Regions from separate parts of the Mus musculus genome. Here region 1 is linked to region 2. A link is a contact called in public ChIA-PET data. All regions are on one chromosome and are shown on one strand. The core of a region is the stretch at or near the end of the contact, and the rest is flanking DNA. Distances in the headings are between cores, read along the strand shown. Region 1 has its middle 34 kb from the start of Gm25697. Region 2 has its middle 35 kb from the start of Gm34848.

Region 1 (6,990 bases), core at 3,123-5,622, 330 kb after region 2:
GAACTCACAGTGATCTGCCTGCTTCTACCTCTGAAGTGCTGGGGTTAAAGGTGTGTGCTACCACTACCTGACTGTTGAAAGGAATCTTAAAAGGATTGCTTTGTTGAACAAAACACCTTTCTTCCTGTATCTGTCTCAGTCTCTCTAAATGTGTGTAAATGCTCACTTGGGTGCAATTATACATGCATGTGCACATTTGTGTGTGAAGGCCAGAGATCCATATCAAGTGTCTTTATCAATAACTCTATAGATTACTTTTTGAGACAGGGTCTCTCACTGAACCCAGAACTTGTCAATTCAATTAGAAGGGCTAGCTAGTGTTGTAGTCTGCCAAAAGCCCCTCACTCACAAAGACCACAGATACTGACATTGCTGCAAACTGCAAGAGGAAAATATTTTTATTGATCAAACATGTTGGGGACCCCCCTTATCACGCAGGCAAGAGGAGAGACCCCCAAACAAACAAAGAACACACTTTTTATACCTTGTAAGGGGCAGATCTAGGCAACAGGGCTAGCTGGCTTATTCTGATTGGTGTAGCAAGTAAACGTTTCAGGAAGTGGTTGGTTTGCATAGGGTGACTACCTTTGGCCTAGTGACTCACTCTGCCTGCCCTTATATTTGTTTGTTTTTTCTCAGCATTGTTTAGTTGGCCAGCTTCCTTATCTGGCTCTGCACTTGGCCTGCTAGTATAGTTTGGAAAGTCCCTTCAAGAGACTAAGTGGTCTTGAATTTATTTTGGATTCTACATTCCCCCCTTTTTCTCTAGTGCATTTCAACCTTGAAATGATGTTTCACTTTGTTGGAGCTGCTGATATTGTCTGAGCATCAAAACTTGTACTGTACTTAAGCAATTAAGGATGCATGGGCCAAAGTTTAAGAGCAGAAACAGGATAAGAAGGTGTAGTAAGCAGGACTAGGTAGGAACCCTTGAGGGTCTGGGCATGATGCCAGCACACATAGATCAAATCTTTTATTGGAACAGGTGGGATGTCTTTGGGGTGCCCGGCTCATTTGCTGCAGTCAGTTGTGACCAGACTTCCTTCTGCACCACCTGCAAGTTTTTAAAACCTAGCATACAGATCATTATTACAACAACATGTGGGTTCAAGCACACCATTTAAGACAGTGAGAAGCACAGCAGCCCTATAAAGGGTCTCAAAAGGAGTAAGACAATCTAGAGGGAGTATTTCTGGTTCTAAATAGGTCAAGGGGGAGGAGCACCACCCAGTCTGTGCCAGTCTCCATGGTTAATTTTGTCAAGGTCTCTTTTAGGGTTCTATTCATCCTTTCTACCTGTCCTGAGCTCTGAGGTCTGTACACAAAATGTAATTTCCATTCGACCTCTAAATACTTGGCCATGCCCTGACTTACCTGGGCAACAAAGGCAGGGCCATTATCTGACCCTATTGCTTTTGGCACTCCAAATCTTGGAAATAATCTTCTTGATGACCATCTGATCAGTCTCATTTTTACAGGGAAAAGCTTCTACCTATCTCGAGAACATATCCACAAAAGCCAAAAGGTATTTATACCCATATTTTCCTCAGTAAAGTCTACCTCCTAGTAGATGCTGGGTCTGTTTCCCCAGTACCTCTTTCTTGGATCCACCGTGGTATGGTAGACATTGACTTTTTGGCAGGACACACACTTGTGCATCACCTGCTCCAAAAGGTGTTTTAAACCTGGTACATGGTACTTAGTCTTGGAAAATGTCTGGATGAGCTTGCTTACCCCTAAGTGAGTCCACTGATGCATCTGTTGATCATAGCCTCTGCTTGTCTTTGTGGCAGGATTTTCTTTTCCCCAGAGGTGTACCACAGTCTCTTATTTTTGTTGAACTGGTGACTGGGATCTTTGGAAATGAGGGCTAAGTTCTCTGCTATGTAGGTAAACTCAGGGATGGGGTTTTCAGGCTCTGTTGCCAGGAGCACCAGCAGGGCCATGGATGCAACTACTCATGCCTCTCAGTCTGCCATGTTGTTGTCCCTTGCTATCATGGTATCTCTCTTCTGGTGACTAGGACAGTGGATGATGTTGAGTCTTTTTCCTTTTCCTAATTCCAAGGCCTTAGTGATCAGTTCCACCTTTTGTTCCAACATGTCCTCTGGCAGGGCCTGTATCCAGATAACTTGGTGTCTGTCTACCTCAGCTTCTCTAGCATGTGCATGTCTCTTCCCTTCTTCTAGATAGCTGCTCCTTCCTGTCTGTGAACCAGGTAACATCTGCGCCCTCTAGTGGCTGGTCTGTCAAATCTTTATGTCACCCATGTGCCTTGGCAAGAACTTGCTGACAGTCATGGACACGGTCCTCTATGTCTGGGTCTGGGGCAGAGAAGCTGAGTTCATACTTGCGGGGTGGGGGGTGGTGTTGGGGGGGAGAAGTGACTCTATCGGAGTTGAGCAATGGAGTCTGGTAATGTGTCATGCAAATGTTAGTCAACCATCAATTAGGGGGGCTGATGAGCTACACTTTTTAGGTTGTGCAGTGCTGAGATTACCAAGTTCTGCCCCAGAGTCAATTTATCTGCATCCTTGACCAATGTCACAGAAGCCACCATGCGCAGACAAGCAGGCCATCCTGCAGCCACAAGGTCTAATTTTTTTGATAACTATGCTGCAGGTCTTCTCCAGGACCCCAATCTCTGAGTAAGAATCCCTTTGGCAATACCTTTGTTCTCAGCCACAAATAGATGGAAGGGCTTAGTCATATCCAGAAGGCCTAAAGGTGGGACCGACATTATGGCAGTCAAATGGCATCGAAGGCTTGTTGTTCTTTACTTCCCCATACAAAGGACTGTTTATCTCTTGTGAGGGGGTAAAGTGGGTCCACTAATTCAGCAAAACCTGGAATCCACAGTCTACAAAAGCCCGCAGTGCCCAGAAACTCTCTAACTTTTCTTGAACTGGTCGGTGGGGGGGGGGGGATATGAAACACAGTCTCTTTTCTAGCTTCAGAAGGCCACCGTTGCCCCTCTTCTTCTTCTTGCTCAGTGTCCTTTTTCTTTACAGTAAAGACATTGATCTTTAGCCAAAGCTCTCTGCAGTTGCCTGGTACTGTCTTACTAAACTCTCTAGTTTCCCTGACTACTGTGGCCAGTATTTTATGCAAGTTTCTCTCTTGTCTATTATCCCTTTTTAATTCCCTGCCTTCCTGTTCCTTCTACTTATCATTTCTAAGTGCTAGCATTATCAGCATGTGCCACCTTGCTAGTCTCTAGTCTTTGTTATTTACCTCTCTTTGCTCCTGTTTTCCTGACTGTAATGGAGATCTCATACAATGTTTTCTCTCTCTCTATCCCTTTGTTCCTCCTCCTTGTCTTTGCTTCCTTTGCATGTTGTCCAGTTATCATGTCCCCATCCTCTCCCTCTACCCTGGTTTATCCTTATGTCTCACTGCACATCTCTGGTTCTGGCTTTGTTCTTCTTCCCATCATGCTTCCTATTTCTATCTAGCAACCCTTTCTCTTGCCTGCCTCTCTCATCTCAGACCTCTCTCTAATCCTCTTCATCTCTATTTCCACCTCTCCTCACTGTCGATCTCTTCATTTGCCACTCTCATCCGTCTCTCCTGAGTCTGCTGAAGCTTTGCTCTTCCTTACCCTCGAGATCTCCTTGCCTAGATTCTCTATGGGTGTAATCTTTCTCTCTTCCTCCCAGACTGTGAGGAGCCGCCCTTGCAATCGCCATTACAAGATGGCGCTGATATCTGGTGTTCTAACTGGTAAACAAGTAGTCTGCGCATGTGCTGGTGTATTTTTCCATTCCTTGTGCCCTGCCTGTCCCGTGGCGTCATCTGGACTGATGGTGAGCAACCAGTCAGGGTGAAATATGTCTCCAACTGCTTTTGTGGTCTATTTAAGGACCGAGTTTCCTGTGTTCTGGGTCTCCTCCCCAGAAGCTGATCATCTTTCTCTCGAGATGCATTAAAGCTTTGCTGCAAAAGGATCTGAGTGTGTCCTGTGTTTGTGTCCTCGCTGGCGAGACTCTTTATCACACAGGGACATCTGGTGCTGAAATCCCAGGAATTCTACAACATTGCCGGCACTGAGGAGGCCCCCCGGAAACGGGGCGGGTCCAGAACTGCAGTGAAAGGTAAGTTCGGAGAGATATGTCTGATTGTGAGCCTGTTGTTCCCTTTGACTTTGGTCTCAATCTAGAAACACCGCGGGATGGGTCGGTAGAAGCTTTGGTTTTTGTAACCCTGGCATTTGTTTTCTTTCTCCTGGTGCCTTATTGTGTTTATCGTGGTTGGTGTTGGCCTTGAGGTGCGGTCAGTCCCACGTAAATAAGTGGCAGCACTGTCAAGCTCAGTCAGTCTCTGGTAGATAAGAGAGCGGACCATGGCACTTTACTTTCACTTCTGCTCCGGGAGCAGACTTCTGCTTTGAGAGCAGACTTCTGCTTCAGGGACGGACTTCTGCTTTTGAAACGGAGCATGGCATTTTACTTTCACTTTCTGCTTCAGTGTGCCTTAAATCAGATGTAGATAAACCGCAGGCACAATGGGGTCATCACAGTCAATTGTAAATGCACTGCAAATTGTCCTTAAGCAGAGAGACCTCAAGATTGCCACACACACTCTACAAAATTTTGTCAAAGAGATTGACCGTGTTGCCCCATGGTATGCTTGTTCAGGTTCCCTGACCACAGCCTCGTGGAACAGGTTCCCTGACCACAGCCTCGTGGAATAAACTAGGAAGAGACCTAGATAGAAAATTTGAGGAAGGAGACTTACACCTAGGCACTAAGGCAATTTGGAAATTAATAAAGAACTGCTTAGAAGATGAGACCTGCCAACCTGCAGTGGTTGAGGGACAAGAAACGTTAGAGAAGGTTCAGGACAGCATGTCAGAAACCGAACGGAGCGAGAGATTAGGAGCTCATAAAAAGAAAAAAGACATGTCTAAGGAAAAAGGACCTCCCTGGAAGTTAGAAAAGGGGGGAGTGAAAAAAGGGGAAGGTGAAAACGTGCCCCCTACAGGTATACTTAGTAATATTTATCCCACCTGAGAGCTAGAAGCCCTAGAACTTGATAGCTCAGATTCTGATGATTTAGACCCTAGTGAAGAGGCAGAATTAGAAGAGGAAGCAGCAAGATATGAAGAGGAAAAGTATGGCCCTGATCAAAGAGTACAGCAAAAAGTTAATAAAAGGGGGGGGGGCATACAGCCATCACCCAATCCCTCAGCGCCTCCACCATATGAATCAAGATATGGTGCTAGTTCCTTTCTGCCTCAGGAGGAATTAAAAAGATTCAGATGGCTTTTCCAGTTTTCGATGCTGGAGACAGTGCAGGACGCATACATGCTCCTGTAGAATATCAACAAATTAAGGAACTTGCCGAATCTGTCCGTAATTATGGAGTCAATGCCAACTTCACCTTAGTACAGGTTGAGAGATTTGCCAATGTAGCAATGACTCTGGCAGACTGGCAAATGACAGTTAAGGCCACTCTACCTAATATGGGACAATACATGGAATGGAAAGCATTGTGGTACGATGCTGCCCAGAATCAGGCAAGAATTAATGCTGTGGCAGAAGATGATAATCAGAGGCAATAGACTTTTGAATTATTAACAGGCCAAGGACAGTATGCTGCCAATCAGACTAATTATCATTGGGGAGCATATGCTCAAATATCAGCGGCTGCCATTAAGGCTTGGAAAGCTCTTACAAGAAAGGGAGAAGCTGGAGGCCACCTTACAAAGATTATCCAGGGCCCCCAGGAGCCGTTCTCAGACTTTGTAGTGAGAATGACAGAGGCCACAGGAAGAGTTTTTGGAGACCCTGAACAGGCCATGCCGTTAATTGAACAGCTCATTTATGAGCAGGCCACACAGGAATGCAGGAATGCAGGAATGCAATCACGCCAAGAAAAAACAAGGGATTGCAAGATTGGCTTAGGGTATGTAGAGAGCTAGGAGGTCCACTTACTAATGCAGGACTGGCTGCAGCCATATTACAATCACAAAAGCGCCCCTCTACCAGCAAACAAAGAGCTTGTTTTAACTGTGGAAAGATAGGCCACCTAAAGAAAAACTGCTCCCTCCCAGAGCGGGCCCGGGTGGCTACTCTTTGCTCTCGTTGTGGGAAGGGTTATCACAAAGCTAGTGAATGCTGCTCAATTCGCGATATGAAGGGGAGGCTCCTGCCCCCAATCAATGAATCTGACAACCGCCTACCAAAAAACGGGGTTGTGGGCCCCCGATCCCAGAGCCCTCACAAATATGGGAATCGGTTTATCAAAAGCCAGAGCAACTTAGAGGAAATGAACCCCAAGGAATCGCATCAGTGGACCTGCATTCCACCACCGACTTCCTACTCATGCCACAAATGAATGTTCAGCCTATTCCAGTTGAGGCCCCGGAACCCTTACCTTCAGGAACAGTGGGCCTGATAATAGGGCGAGGATCGCTGACTATGTAAGGACTTATAGTTTATCCTGGAATAGTAGATCATCACCATTTACAAGAAATCCAGGTCCTTTGCTCCTGCCCTCAAGGAATTCTCTCCATTACATCAGGAGATAGAATTGCACAAATGATCCTATTGCCCACAGGGAGAGAGGAAAGAACACAAACACATGGAAGCAATCATATGGGCTCTTCTGGCCAAGATGCAGCATATCTAATTATGCCACTAAATAATAGACCCACGCTGCATTTAACAATCAATGGTAAAGACTTTCAGGGAATTATGGATACAGGGGCCGATAAGAGCATCATCTCCTCACATTGGTGGCCTCGGGCCTGGCCTGTAGATAAATCTTCCCACTCGCTACAGGGCCTGGGATATCAATCATGTCCTACAATCAGTTCTACACAATTGGAGTGGCAGACTCTGGAGGGACAGAGAGGCTTATTTACCCCTTATGTCCTTCCATTACCAGTCAATCTTTGGGGAAGAGATGTTCTCTCAGAAATGGGCCTGACCTTAACAAATGAGTATTCTACACAAGCTGTTAAAACCATGAGTAAAATGGGTTACA
Region 2 (6,414 bases), core at 1,608-4,107:
GGTGGAATCCTACTTTGCTTTGCTATTGGCACTTTGTAAGGAGAGATAGACAGTGTTACACCTCCCCAGGGAAGGAATTCTTGAAATACAACATCACAGAGGGTCATGGTGGGCTCCCTTCCCACAGCCCCCAGATGTCTGTTCAGCACGGGAGATCTTTTGTGTCCAAACTACACTGTTAGGAAAGCAGCAAGCAGCTTTTGCTCTTAAAGATGACATGAGCCTGAGGTGGGTCTTTGGGAGTTTTGGCAGGTGTGACTGTCATCAAGAAGCACGTGACTCCTGGTCTTCTCCATAAATCACCCACTTCAGAGCTCTGTGTAGCTCCCCATCCCCAGAGGGACAGCTGTGCTGCTGGCGGGAGGACCTTGCCTGGCTCCTTCTGCAGGGAAAGGGAGCCAGGAGACTGAAAAGGGACTTCTTTTCTTTTTTAAATCATGAATACAGTTTTTAGATGACACACTTATGCCTGTAGAATTAAAGATATAGAGGAGATGACTACCAACCCTACCAGCATTAGACCAGTATTGTACAGCCATGACCTTGTCCTTGTCCTTGACAAAGTTAGTTTCTACCTGATTGTACAGCCATTCTGGACCACCCCAGCTGGTTTGTTTCCTCCAGGGAGAGGTGGAATCTCTACCTTGATCCCAATTCTCTGTACCCCAGTCTTTTCTTGTTCCCTTCTGCAGGTCCTCTGACTAACTGGTTCCCTCAATGAGCTGGGCTGTCACTGTCCCTCACTCTCTTGTCTTGACTCCTCTTTTCACCCTAGCAGTTCTCAGCCCTGGCACAGTCCTTGAAGGCATTTATTTCCCCTGGGGAGGGCCTGAAGATTGCTCCTGGCTTCTTCAGGCTTCAGAATTCTTCAAGAACATTGAAAGTGTTGTTTGCCGGTTTGCATCCCATCTGGCTGGCTGTGAATTCTTCTGAGGTGTTCATGCACACCCACCCTTGGAGCCTGTTTCTCTTGACTGGGGAAAGTGAGCCCCATCTCTACCCAAATCAGGATACAGTTCTTCCCTGGGAGGCATGTGGGTGCTAGACTGAATGCCGGCAGGGGTGGAAGGTGTCAGTGTGTGTGTGTGTCTGTGTGTGTGTGTGTCTGTGTGTGTGTGTGTCTGTGTGCAAGAGGAGGCTGCGATCTGGAGTACCAGGTTCAAAGTTCCACCAGCTGTGACACAATTGGTCCTCGTTCACCTGGTGTCTGTGGGAGCACTGTGGTGAGAAGCACCATGATGCAAATCCACGTTAAGTTTTTGTTCATCTCTGGCAAGCCTAGCTCTTGGGACAACTCCTTTAACCTTTCTGAGCCTAGAGAGTGTCAGTAACCTCTATGAAATCACTGAGTAGCCTGGAATCAAGGGAACTTCGCCTGCCGTCTGGCGAGTAGAAGGTCCCCAGGCAGTGGTGTTTGCTACTGTCATCTGAAATGAATTAATCACAGGATGTGGTAAGTTCTGCAAAGGAAATCAACAGGTATCTTGACAGGGAACTAAGAGCTGGGGTGGGGAGCAAAGTCCTTTGGACAGCCTGGTCTGTCTGTTGGTCGGTCGGGGCCTCCCATGAGTTGATGTTACACAGTGAGGATGCTGCCTGCTCTGTGACGAGCTGGGGTGGAGTTTCCTGAAGAGGAATAGCAGGTGCACAGACCCGGAGACAGGAAGGAGCCTGATGAGAAACAGGCCGTGTGACCTCAGATTGGGGGCTGGGGCTGGGGGTGGGGGTGGGGAAGGAAGGCAGAAGAAGATAAAGTCCAGGAGGAATCAGAGACCAACCGATACAGGGCATAAGGTCAGGAGGCAGTGTAAGTGTGAGAGAAGCCATTCCATACTGGAGCTCAGAGCTACTCTGTGCTCTTAACTTCGGGACTGCCTCACAGAACTGTGTTCAGGAACTAGCCCCTTAGCAAGAGATGTAGTTCTGTTAAATAGAAAGTGAATTCACGGTTGGTCGCTCGCTCGCTCGCTCGCTCACAGAGACTGGGAAGGATCAGGAAATCAGGAACAGCCCCAGATAACACCACTAACAATTGTCCTAAGGACACCTGTCTCTGGGTGGGGAAGATGTCACTTTTATAACCCCGGCCCTGACAATAAAACATAGCTTCCAATCTGCCCTCACAACCCCTGCTAACGATGATCCCCTATGACCCCCACACAACTAGCCCTGCAGTGTCCTGGCTGCCCCGCCTCCCAGCTCCTGACCTAGGCCTCCGATGGCAGTACCTAATTGGCTGAGCCTGGCTAGTACTCCGGTGCTCTGGCTTCAAGGAAGGCTGGGAAATGAGTGGGCAGTGTTTGTCTTCTTTAGTAGGACTTGGGCTCTGGTTTCTGAGCTGGGGGCTCCCCAGGCCCAGGAAGGGAGTTCAACTATAGGGCAACCCCACACACGCTTGGCTGTTAGAGATGTCCCAGGCCTCGCCGGTCAGCCTGGAAACACGTGTTCTCTTGAGTGTGCACTTAGTGTGTGGCGGGGCTCTGAGAAGAGTTTTGGCTGCTTTCTTCCTGGCCGATGATAATTTAAAAAACAGCCCTGACTCTGGAGGCAACCATTTCTCTCTGGTATGAGAGGTCAGGCTCCGTGTTTTTAAAAATCCGTTCACTGCGTGCAGGTGTATAGTGTTTGGGTAACTTGTTTCCCTGTGTTTATCACAGATCTGCATTCCTCATGGAATGCCCTGGCTATTGTCAGCCCTCATAATTGGTTCGTGTTCCAGCCGCTCCAGCCGCAGCATGGGCTGTATTGTCTATTTGCAGTTCTTCAGCAGAGTTTATTGTTTATGTATGTGGTCTCCAGGAAGCTGCATTCGGAAATCTCTGCCTCACCAGGAAGTCTCTCTTAAAGAGGCAGCGTCCTGGGAGAGGCCTATGTGGGAGCAGGTGCTAGGCCTCCAGTAAGGACGGCATTATCCCTTGTGTAGACACTTAGACCTCTCCCCAGCATCCGGCTGGTGTGCTGTTTCCCAGTATTGGTGACTCCTTTACAATTCTGATTTAAGGAGGTGAAAGTAGCAATTTTTATTCTTCAGATGCACCCAATCACACATTTTAAAAAGGAGAAAAGTACTTTACTGTTAGACTATCAGGGTGCTGTGCATCATGGAGACAGAGTGCATCTTAATATCTTGGTATTTTCTTGAGGATGTTTTTGTAGAATTCTTGAACTCTTCAGATGGACACAGTGATGAATAAATATGGGTGCCCAAAAGGTCGAGGCAGGAGAATTCCAAGTGCAAAGCCATGCTGGGCTATCACATTAGACCCCACCACAAACAAGCAGATCAGAATCAAACAGAATTTAAAAGAGGATACATTTTCTTCACTTTGAAAAGAAGTAAAAATATTTTTTTTTAAAAGTAACAGAAATATTTAAACCTATACAAAAATAGAATGTGAGGACCCCTGGTGTCCTTACACGGTTTGCTCTGCCTTCACACACGTCAGTCAGTGTCCTGTAGGACTTCCCACACGTTGTTGAGAAAGGAAGGCACCATTACATGTGTTCTACACATGAGAAAACTCAGGTTGCAGAAGTGAAGTGTCTTACCAAGCAGTACCGGGCCCAGCCCATCACATCTTACTGCTTTTCCTAGCCCTGGCAGGCGGCTGTAGCTAAAGTTACTATAGGGAGGGAGGGGCTGAGGAGATGGCTCAGTGGGTAAAGGCGAGGGAGCCTGACTGCCCCGGTTTCGTACACAGAACCCACATTATGGAGGAAGGAGAGAAGTGATTGCCCTATGTGGGTCAAGGAACACACACACATGAAAGAAATGCCCTGATTGTTTTAAGTATACCTGAAAAAACGGAGGAGAAACTTTGTAGTAAAAATGACTTTTGCTTTGTTACATAGTTTGACCCAGAACATTAAAACGTAAAGTTGTTTTTCTGACCTAAGCAAATTTCTTCTTAAAAATCCTCCTGGTTATTATTATTCAGTAGAAGCTTCAAAAATGCCATCCTCACCCCCACGTTCGGCCTTTCCACTCGTAACTTGATTTGGCAGTAGACTGACAAATAGTAAGTGCCATTTCCAAGTAAGGAAGTTCTCTGGCTGATAGAGATCAGCTCCATTCGTGTAAACCTTTTCTCTTCCAAAGAACCGAGCGGAGGTCAGTAACCCGCAAGGGGTTCACTTTTAACGGCGAGGCTAACCAAGAGGACTTGACAGGCCTTGGAAGAGCTGCATGGAGGAGGCTCGTGTTCGAAGATAGAAATCAAAAGGGCCGCTTTGCAAAAGCTCCCGCACGGGCAAGACTGTAGAGCAGTTCCCTGGGCATCTGTATTATTTCTAGGTTGCTGCGACCGCATCAGACAAAGACAACTTAAGGCAGGGAAGGTTCTGGTTTTGGTTTACTGTTTCAGTGGGTTCCAGTCCCTCGTGGTAATGATGGTACAGAAGAATCACCCAGGCTGTGGCCGTGGGAGCACGTGATAGAGGCTGTTCCTAGCCTGGTGGACCCGGAAGCAGAGAAACTTGGGGAAGGGGAGGATTGGCTGAGATAGCCCTGAAGCCCCACCCCTCCGCTAGTGGTCTCCTTCCTTGGTCTAGGTTCCGCAACCTCCTAAAATAGATCCGTGCCCAAACCATGAGCCTCTGGGGGATATTTCAGACTCAAGCCACAACAGTATCAATTGCCAAATAATGCGAGGAATTTGGTTATAAAGGTTCCGATTTGTTTAGAGAGAGAAAAAGTACAGCATACAAATAATAGCTCAGAGCAAAACTGGCAAGATAAGCCCAGAAGACTAGGCAGGTTAGCCATCTGTAAGGATCCCGTGTCAAGGCACCATTTATTTTTAGTTCTTGGGTTGAAACTGTAGATGAAGAGTTTCTTATTTATTTGTTCTTGACCTTGGGCAGCCAGGTCTGTTCCCACGTGCTTTCCATTTATTTTGTAATCTTGTTGGGCTGGGGCACTGAGCAGGGCTTGGTCTGAATCTCTACAGTTAAGTCACCTATATCCAGTTTTTGGGTGGCATCTAGAGGCCTGCCCTCCCCTCCCCCATAACTCATAGTAAATCAAGGGGTATAGCTGCCCAAGTTGTGTTTGCAGCAGTAAAAAGTAGATCGAGAGACATTCAGTGAAAGGAGCTGACCACAAGTAAACACCCAGGCTCGGCATCCTCCGACGTCCTTAATTCTCACTGGCTCGATGTGGTGATGCCCCTCTGCCAGGATGACCCCATCACAGACACTTGTGGTTCCTCCCTCCAACCATGGCATAAAAACTTGGTTTCCTCTTCTTGTACCCGAATTTGGCAACCATCTCAGAAATCTAAGGCCTGTTACTTTTCCAATGTTAGGTGTTGGTTAAATCAATGGTAATCATTTTACATTTCGGTCATTACTAGCATCCCATTTCTGCACTGATCACTTTATGTCCCCTTCTGTAACTCATCAGGCAGAATTGTGGGAACTTCTGTGTAACTTCAGGTGCACAGGGACATCCCAAGGCTGTCTTCTGATGCTTTAGATTCTGTGGTGTCTTTAGTGTCTCATACACAAAGGAAGAGATTACAGAATGCAATGAATTTCAAATGGAAGAAACACTATAATTTGCTAAGTTTCTTTTCTTGTCACCTCTCTTCCTTCTTCCCCCTCACCCTCTTCCTGCTCCTCCACTCCATCAGAGTCTCGTTCAGGAGACCATGCTGTCCTAAAATGTAAGATACCTCCGCCCCAGAGTGCTGCTGTAACAGACATGTGTCACCACATATAGTATTTGCTACCTTTTTTGTTTATTTATTATCATCTCTCTCTCTCTCTCTCTCTGTGTGTGTGTGTGTGTGTGTGTGTGTGTAGGCATATGTATGTGAAAGTCAGAGGACACTTTCAGAAATCTGTTCTCAGCTTTCATTTTGGTGAGGCAGAGCCTCTTTCATTGTCTCTAGTGTTCTGTGTACTCCAGGCTGGTTGACCCTCAAATTTCTGGGCAATTCTCCTGTTTCTACCTCCGGTCTCTCAGTAAGAGTGCTAGGATTTAAGATCTCAGTCACCACACACATTTTTCACATGGGTTCTGGGGATCAAATTTGGGTCATCAGGTTTTGGCCACAAGTGGTTTTACCCACTAAGCCATCTCACCAGCCCATTTTTTCATTTCTAGTAAAGATAGAATTTTACTGAAACGTGACCAATATCTTATGCAAATGAAGTTCTCACAGCCCCAGTAAATCTATTGCTTGTGATACCTTTGGAGGAGGCTGCCTGGATGGAGCCTCTCATCAGGAGATGCTGGCAGCTGCATAGATGAGCCACACAAGAGAAGCAGCCTTTGTCCCCACGATACCAAGAAGTGTGGTGGTAGGGTCTCAGCTAGAAGTCTAGTTATTGAACAGGCGTGGGAACACAGCCACCAGTGTCTACACAGAAAGTGCCTCGTGGTAGTTTCCCATGTTGAAACAAATGAAT

What was found. ChIA-PET counts read pairs in DNA pulled down with a chosen protein or histone mark.
Region 1: a contact with region 2 is called in an RNA polymerase II ChIA-PET map of memory CD8 T cells, with 12 read pairs. The contact joins two enhancer-like sites.

The regions. Positions count from the first base shown.
Region 1 is chr14:27,558,404-27,565,393 of GRCm38.p6, forward strand. No RefSeq gene overlaps it. Among named protein-coding and RNA genes, the nearest start is that of Gm25697, 34 kb to the left of the region's middle. Within about 2 kb of position 4,373, at least 95 of the 459 cell types and tissues checked have an H3K27ac peak or open chromatin away from gene starts, as enhancers often do. A contact at or near this core is called in memory CD8 T cells, where this site is marked.
Region 2 is chr14:27,228,109-27,234,522 of GRCm38.p6, forward strand. It overlaps a transcript of Arhgef3 not described here. Among named protein-coding and RNA genes, the nearest start is that of Gm34848, 35 kb to the right of the region's middle. Within about 2 kb of position 2,858, at least 163 of the 459 cell types and tissues checked have an H3K27ac peak or open chromatin away from gene starts, as enhancers often do. A contact at or near this core is called in memory CD8 T cells, where this site is marked.